Linked DNA regions of Bicyclus anynana: region 1 is linked to region 2. A link is a contact called in public Hi-C data. All regions are on one chromosome and are shown on one strand. The core of a region is the stretch at or near the end of the contact, and the rest is flanking DNA. Distances in the headings are between cores, read along the strand shown.

What was found. A called contact is a pair of places that touch in the nucleus more often than the background predicts.
Region 1: a Hi-C map of whole body shows a contact between it and region 2, with 4 times the contacts expected there. The contact joins the promoter of LOC112050501 here to the promoter of LOC112051512 in region 2. A contact is called at or near these places in 2 of 2 Hi-C or Micro-C datasets (whole body and whole larva).

Annotation. Positions count from the first base shown.
Region 1 is chr11:12,233,820-12,237,570 of ilBicAnyn1.1, reverse strand. It overlaps LOC112050501 (charged multivesicular body protein 6-A), which reads left to right and starts at 1,371. Exons shown (of 2, transcript XM_024088775.2): 1 at 1,371-1,910; 2 at 2,705-3,083. The coding sequence starts at 1,608. The coding sequence ends at 3,022.
Region 2 is chr11:11,852,238-11,856,201 of ilBicAnyn1.1, reverse strand. It overlaps LOC112051512 (serine/threonine-protein kinase N), which reads left to right and starts at 1,484. Exons shown (of 2, transcript XM_024090184.2): 1 at 1,484-3,024. The coding sequence starts at 1,736.

The sequences.
Region 1 (3,751 bases), core at 122-2,621, 380 kb before region 2:
CTCGACGGATTTTAACGAAACTTTGTACTTTGTGATTCTTCATACTCCTGGGCAGGTTATAGTATACTTTTCATTACGCTACGATCAATGGAAGCAGAGCAGTTAAGGGCAAAATTGGGAAAACTAGAGAAGTTACTCCATTTTTACTGCGATACTACTGTAAGGGCTGGATTTAAAAAGTCTAAGGGCGGACGAAGTCGCGGGCGTCCGCTGATTGAAAATAATCTGTGATACCTTCGTCATTTTATAAAAGCTGAAAGTTTGTCTGCTCCTAACATTGGACTTTCATCCTCCTCCTAACAAGTTAGCCCGCTTTCAAGGGCCAACTTGTAAAGAATAAAAAAAAGAAAGCCACCTATGTAGCTGGGACCGTGGTGGCTTTGGGCGATAGCAGGTTTCAAGGAACCAGACCTTTATCCCTATATGTATGAAGTGTAGGTATTGTTTTTATATTTTTATTGGCCTATTAGGAGGAATGTTATCCTGATTCGCCAGACACTTGGCTCTACCTTTATAGCAAAAAAAAGGTTCTATTCATTTTACCCAGTGTTACCAACTCTCCAAAATATTTATCCCTAAAGTTTGTGTCAAAAACCCCTAAAATCGCCTTAATTATTGAGATGTCCCCCTAAAAATATAAATTCATAATAATTTAGAAATAATATGCTGTAATATGTTTCAAAAGTCTTATTTAATACAGACAAAATATTACGTCTTTATCTGAAGATTCAGATTTTTTGAATTCATAATCATGTTGACAATGAATAAATTTAACAATTTTTTTTTATTTGATGAAAATTGCCGCCAGTTGCCTCAGAGTGGTTGTAGAATAACGTATTATATATCGTTTTAAGTCGCTAGGTCAAGAAAGAAATATTAAAATTATCATCATTTTAAAAATATCGAAAAAGTAAAAAAATCCCTGAAAATACCCCTAAACATTTCAGACCCCTAAAAAAATCCCATTTCACTTATTTGCCCCCTAAATCTGGGGGGAAAACCCCTAAGTTGGGAACCCTGATTTTACCCTGTAACAATAATATAACAATAATAATTTTAGCTATGGATACCATAGATAAAAAACAATTTTTGGATTACCCATAGGCTTACGATTCTGTATTTACTGCCCAAAAATTGTTCGTACTCAATTTTATTACTAAAGTAGTCTGTACAGCCTATCAGCGACGTCACCGGGGGTAACGCATTTGATCTTTGACAGAAGGGTAACGGCTAGCGAGGCAGGTCCATTTCTGATTTCTCTGAGGAGATGTAAGACTACTCTATGAAGACTCTATGGCCCAGTTATTTGACGTTTCTGCTGCTGCTGTCTGACTATTTAGGCTGTGGTGGTAGCCTTTATTTTAATTTTGATGTCTGTGGGCCAGTTTAGAAAAAAATTAAAAAATATTTTTATTTGTTTGTTATCTTGGGTATCTATCTTTTAGTAAATTAATAAAAATAGTTACAACTTACAGTAGAAGAACAAAAATTTGTAATTTTTTTTGTCATAACACATTCCATAGACCGTCTATGTAATGTTTCTATTGTGTAAATATTGTTTCCAAAAATAACGTAAAACTGTAACTCATCTGACTAGGCTAAGCATAATGGGTGGATTATTTAGCAAAAGCAAAAAGCCTGTAAGTAGAGTAACAGAGCAGGATAAAGCCGTCCTGCAGCTCAAACAACAAAGAGATAAGCTGAAACAGTATCAGAAGAAAATAGAGCTGAACCTCGAAAGAGACAGGCAGTTAGCAAAGAAACTTTTATCGGAAGATAAACGCGACAAGGCGAAGTTACTTTTGAAAAAGAAAAAGTATCAAGAAAATCTTTTGCAGAATGCTGATATACAGCTGGAGAAATTAGAACAGCTTACACATGATTTAGAGTTCACACAAATTGAAGTACAGGTAAAAATAACTTAATTTCTTGTTAAAATCCCTTAACCGTCCCCTACCATCATAACTATTGTTGCTAAGCTTTACTTTACTTTATAAATCGCTATGTTTGACTATCTGTAACTTATCAGCCTTCACTGAACAATCGCCTTTATGCCTTCTCCATCTACTTGAGACTGGCAAGATAAACCGATGAAGAATTGAATTGAAATCACTATCTTCTTCTTTTTCCTAGCATGGTCCCACTTTGCCCAATCTTAAACATCCAACTTCTTCAGTTTGTTGGCTCTCAAGTCCTCATGTATGATGTCGAACAAGCGCTTTTTGGGGCAGCCTAGGATTGGTGAAACTACATTGATGCAGTAGTTTTTTGAGTTTTTCGTCAACAGAGAATGAGTTGGTGGAGAGATTTATTATCATCTCTTTGTTGTTATACCATTAATATGTGGAGTCTGCAAAATATGCAACCCTCTGCCTTTATATAAAATCATAATCATGACAACTCATTGAATTAATCCTCTTTGACATACTCCATTTCTTTAGGGGCTTTGTTTTATCTTATCTTTAGTCTATACTAATAATGTTTTTGTTTGATAGCACTTATCTCAGAAACTACTAATCTCTGGATCTACTGCACCGATTTTGAAAGTTCTTTTACTACCAAAAAGCCACTGTATTTATGAGTGTCATAATATATTTTATCCCCAATGAGAATGGGAACTACGCAGGTTATACTGTGGGATGCTACTAATAATTAAGGCAGATGGGATAGATGTAAATCAATTTACTAACAACTTTATTTTCAGGTGCTTGATGGCTTGAAGACTGGAAATATAGCTTTAAAGAAAGTTCATGATATCCTCAATATTGATGAAATAGAAAAGATATTGGATGAAACAAAAGAAGGCATTGAGAAACAGAGAGAAATAGATGAGCTAATTTCAGGACAATTGACTGAAGAAGATGATGAAGCAATTGAAGCTGAACTTAAAACAATTCTTGATGTCAAGCATGAACTGCCAGAGGTTCCTACTGATGAATTGCCTGAAGTGGTTGAGGAAAAGACACCAGAAAGACCTCAAAGAGTAAAATCTAGTTCAAAGAAAATTGCTGTTGAGGCTTAATAAAATATTTATTTTTTTATTCTATTGTATCAAAGTGTAATTAATATATTTTATTATTCCACTTTTTGTTCTTATTTCAAGAATGAACTTTTAATGAAATCAAAGGCTACTTTTTCTTCAATGACAGCCTTTGAGTGACTAGCCTGGATGTTAATCCTCAAATATCCGATTGAATAGGTATTTATTAATCACACCTAGGAATTGAACTCAGTACTTACCACAATTTTTATTGTATTACATTTTGGTTGACTGAAAACCACCCGCAGTGCTATTCTGTAACATATTTTTATAACTTTAGCGAGTTTCGAATTCACCCAGGAGCATAGTGAGCCCATGACATATCAAAGCAAAAAATAGTTAAATGTAATCAACAATCTCACTTATTCTGCTTACCAGGAAAAAACACAAAACAAACTGCAGAGTTTTCACTTCAGAAGTGACAAAAGTAAAAAAGGAAACTTTTTTTTCCTTGGTTTTAGCGTGTCCCAAAAGTTGGAATCATCCTACATACTACATAGGCTAACACACTGTCATATTTGTTTAAAGTGAGCATTTTTTTTCATTTGGGCGAAATATTTTACTCTTCTTCATAGGGGATGGGACCCTCAACTAATTTTGATACAGTGCCCCTCTAAGGCACGCTACGTCACTGATTATTAACCTCTATCTTTCTTTTAGAGTGGTAGAGGTCAAGAGGTGAATTGGAAACTGACACTCGTATGTTATAAA
Region 2 (3,964 bases), core at 235-2,734:
CTCATAGATTTACGATTCGGTACAAGTACATTTAATTCTATGCAGAAACTACATTTCTGAACAAATAACATTGTACTCAAACCAAGATATAATAATTATTTATTGAAATTCTGTAAAAAAAATACAAGAAGTGAAAAGCTACTCATTAAATTTAAATAGAGGACAAAGGTATATAATTGGTCTGATCCTCCTTGGATCTCCGTGAAGATATTTCTTTTGGGTCTGATTTTAAATATCTCTAAAGTATATTCTGTGGCTGTACAGCAGTATAAATTCTTTGGACTACAATATCCGACCATGATCAGACTTAAACTAGAAGTTGACCGTTTTTTATGCCATTTAACTTTTATGAAAACGATTTCAACAATGAAATATCGATTCTTTATCAATAGTTTATAAATCACGTTAGCTCGTTGATTCTCGATCTTTACAGAGGGGTAACTTCTAGCGAGTCAGGTCCTTTTGTAATTGATCTGAGGAATATTCCCATGCTGTCTACATGATTTTTGATTTGAATAGTGATGAGAAATGAGAAGGATGTGAGCAACCAGCTAAGTTTGATCATGGATATCCTTTCATGGGAGCCAAGCGTTGAATACATGATTGCAACGCCCGCATGCAACTGCATCGATCTCAATAGTGATCTACGCAAGCGCAGTGCCCACCGCCCAAAGATGTATCTAAATTCCCTTCCAGGTCATTAAGAACCAATTAATGCCTCTGGCCACGGGCGCTCTGTAGTTTTTAAGCGATAGCGACTTACTTATAGACATCTCCCTATATAGTACAATATATGGAACACCTCTCGAAAACTTATTTTGAGAGAGCCGTCACCCAGCCCAACCTTTTAACTTGGAATTATAACCCTGGTTTCAACGCCGATTGTAGATCTAGACGTCCAAAAAACGTCCTTTATGATCCAAGACCACATAACGATTGAGAACGCATCCCAGGCTACACCTTGTCTTCGCCGGCGAAAACGAAGTCCTCACCTTCGTACGTGATCTTTTTAACTTACGATCTCGGAGGCGCCTGATACTCAGGCCAAAATACCCTTTCAGAACGGCCATAACCGGCAAAGACGTACCGCCAAGCGATTTAGCGTTCCGGTACGATGCCGTGTAGAAACCGAAAGGGATGTGGATTTTCATCCTCCTCCTAACAAGTTAGCCCACTTCCATCTTAGACTGTGTCATCACTTACCATCAGGTGAGATTGTAGTCAAGGGCTAACTTGTAAAGAATAAAAAAAAAATCTTCTTGTGCTTGGGCCCCATAGGCCATACTTCTGCGTTCGTCCAAAACCCCCGGTACCTACAAAATCAGAAATAAAATCTCGCCTGCAAGTGGAACGGTAAAAACTGGTCGTGACCATTATCATTATGATCGCTTAGTGGAACGTAGTCATAGCCCATAATGTAACACTATGGTCTATTTTCTAGCCTGTGGTGTAGATCCATTATCTTTGTCTATGGTAGTCTTTGATCTTTCATCCACTTCCATCGTCTCTTGGTTTCGTTGACCGATCAACTTGTTTATAAATTGTTTTCTAATTTAATTTAATAAAAGAATTTTCTATGTATATACAACATGACTTATTATAAAATTGCAAAGTGTGTTTGTAATTTAGTTAGCAACATAGGCGCCTACGAGTTGTGATCAAAAAGCAATAGTAGTGATATTTTCTCACATAATTATGGTTAACTGACGTTAGAGTTAAGACTGCATCCTCAATTATGGCAGACCCAGGTTATTACCACAGTGATTATATTAGACTGGGTGTCAAGTACGGAATTAAGACTGAGTGTATTCCAGAAATAGCTTTGCCGTCTAAGTTGGAAGAACTCAAGGATGTCATACGTAGGGAGATACGTAAAGAACTCAAAATAAAGGAAGGCGCGGAAAAGCTACGCGAAGTCGCCACCGATCGAAAATCCTTGTCGGATGTAGCGAATATTGTGAAAAAAGCCAATTTAAAACTTAACGAGCTCAAGTCTGACTTGCAAGATTTGGAGTCGCAACTACTGCTATCACGCGGCCAGTCGACTCCAACGTCGCCGGAAGACTTGTCTTACGATGAGGAGATCATACTGGCATCCGAAGCGGCGCAGCAACAACGCCAACTGGGAGAAGGCACCACGGACCGTAAGTTGGCATCGCTGGAAAAGCAATTGAATATAGAGTTGAAAGTGAAACAAGGAGCCGAAAACATGATACAGAGCATCAGCAGTAGCAACCAGTCGCGCGATAAAAAGCTTCTCGCGGAGGCGCACCAGATGCTGGCAGACTCCAAGGATAAAATTGAATATCTTAAGCTGCGAATATCCAAATTGAGCAAGCAACAAAAAGGTGACAGTGCAAGTGCCAACGGAGATGGAAGAAACATTGACATGAGTGGAGTCGAGCCCCTGCTTGATGAACGGATCGCAGAGCTAAGGAACCGTCTGCGCATAGAGGCAGCTGTGGTAGAGGGCTCCAAAAACGCCATAAGACTCCTACAGAGTGACAAGAAGGTCACTGATAAGAAAGCTCTTCAAGAAGCCCAAACGAGTTTGCATGATTCAACTCAAAAGTTAGATTTGCTGCGCAGATCGTTAGACATGCGCCGCCAAGAACTCCCCGCCGAGAGTGCAGCATTTATAGAATTAGGGCATGAGTTGCGTAGCACTGGGTCTAGTCCCGGGTACACCAGCCTGACTGGTGCTGGGGGATCAAGAAGCCAGTTCATGTCCCCGGCTCCTATGATCAGTCCCTGTGTACAAGTGACGGGTACATTGGAAGTGAGGCTCATGGGTTGTCAAGACCTGCTAGAGGATGTGCCTGGCCGCAGCCGTCGGGATCCTCTGGCTAGTCCATCAGATTTGAAATCCTTTGTGAAAGGTGTTACTATTCGGAACTCAATCAAACACACATACAGCATAAAAGAAGACACCAGCAATGAAATTATGGCAGTTATGAAGTTGGATAACCACAATGTGGCTCAAACCAGTTGGAGACCTTGTTCTCAGCAGGCCTGGGATCAAAGGTAATCATTTCAATATACATACTTAGCTATAAAGTTAATCCTATTGTAGACCTTTTCTTACAGATTCTATATGGATAAAGAAAGGCTTGCAATTGACTATAGATAATTATATAATTATGCACTAAACTTTTATTCAGGTATTATAACCCTGCTGTGATATGGTTTTGTGAACTTTGCAGCCATTTGCCTTGTCTACACAGTGGACTACTCTCTCTAAAAAATAAATATACTCTGTGCATTAATAATTTAGATTACTTAGGTTCCAAAACGTTGGTATGAACTCGAAAGTTAATAAAACATAATTCATAGTTAATTCCAATTACCTCCAAATCCTCAATAGCTATACTAAAAAGACTCAACACAAAACACAAAGACTCAATAGGTCATGAGTCCCTGAACAATTGTTGTATCCTTGCTACTAACTATACTATCACTGTCTTTTATACCAAATTGGAGAGAAGCGGGAATATTGGTAACTTGCCATTTCACCCGCAACATTCCCAATCCTGTTTGAATACAGGTATAAAATATAACCTGTTACTCACTGATAATGTAGCTTTCCATTGGTGAAAGAATTTTTAAATTTTGTCCAATATTTTCAGAGTCTATTTAGGACAAATAAACAATTCATACCTCTTTTTATAAAACTAATTTTAGATATGTTTACACAGTGAAAATTATTTATTTTAGTTTATGCAATACTTAATTACACACATCATTGAAAGATGTGTGAATATCATTCAATCTTTTCCTTGAATTATAATCTTTATGATTCTTCCATGTGTGATTACTCATACTATCTTATCTATAGGCCATGTTCACATATTTGTTATGTGACTAAGTTTACTTCTCTGTTCTATTTTACACTATGTCACAGAACACTACTTAACAAAATCAAATTATGCACAAACTATGGCAATAGTCATGATAATATTGCATT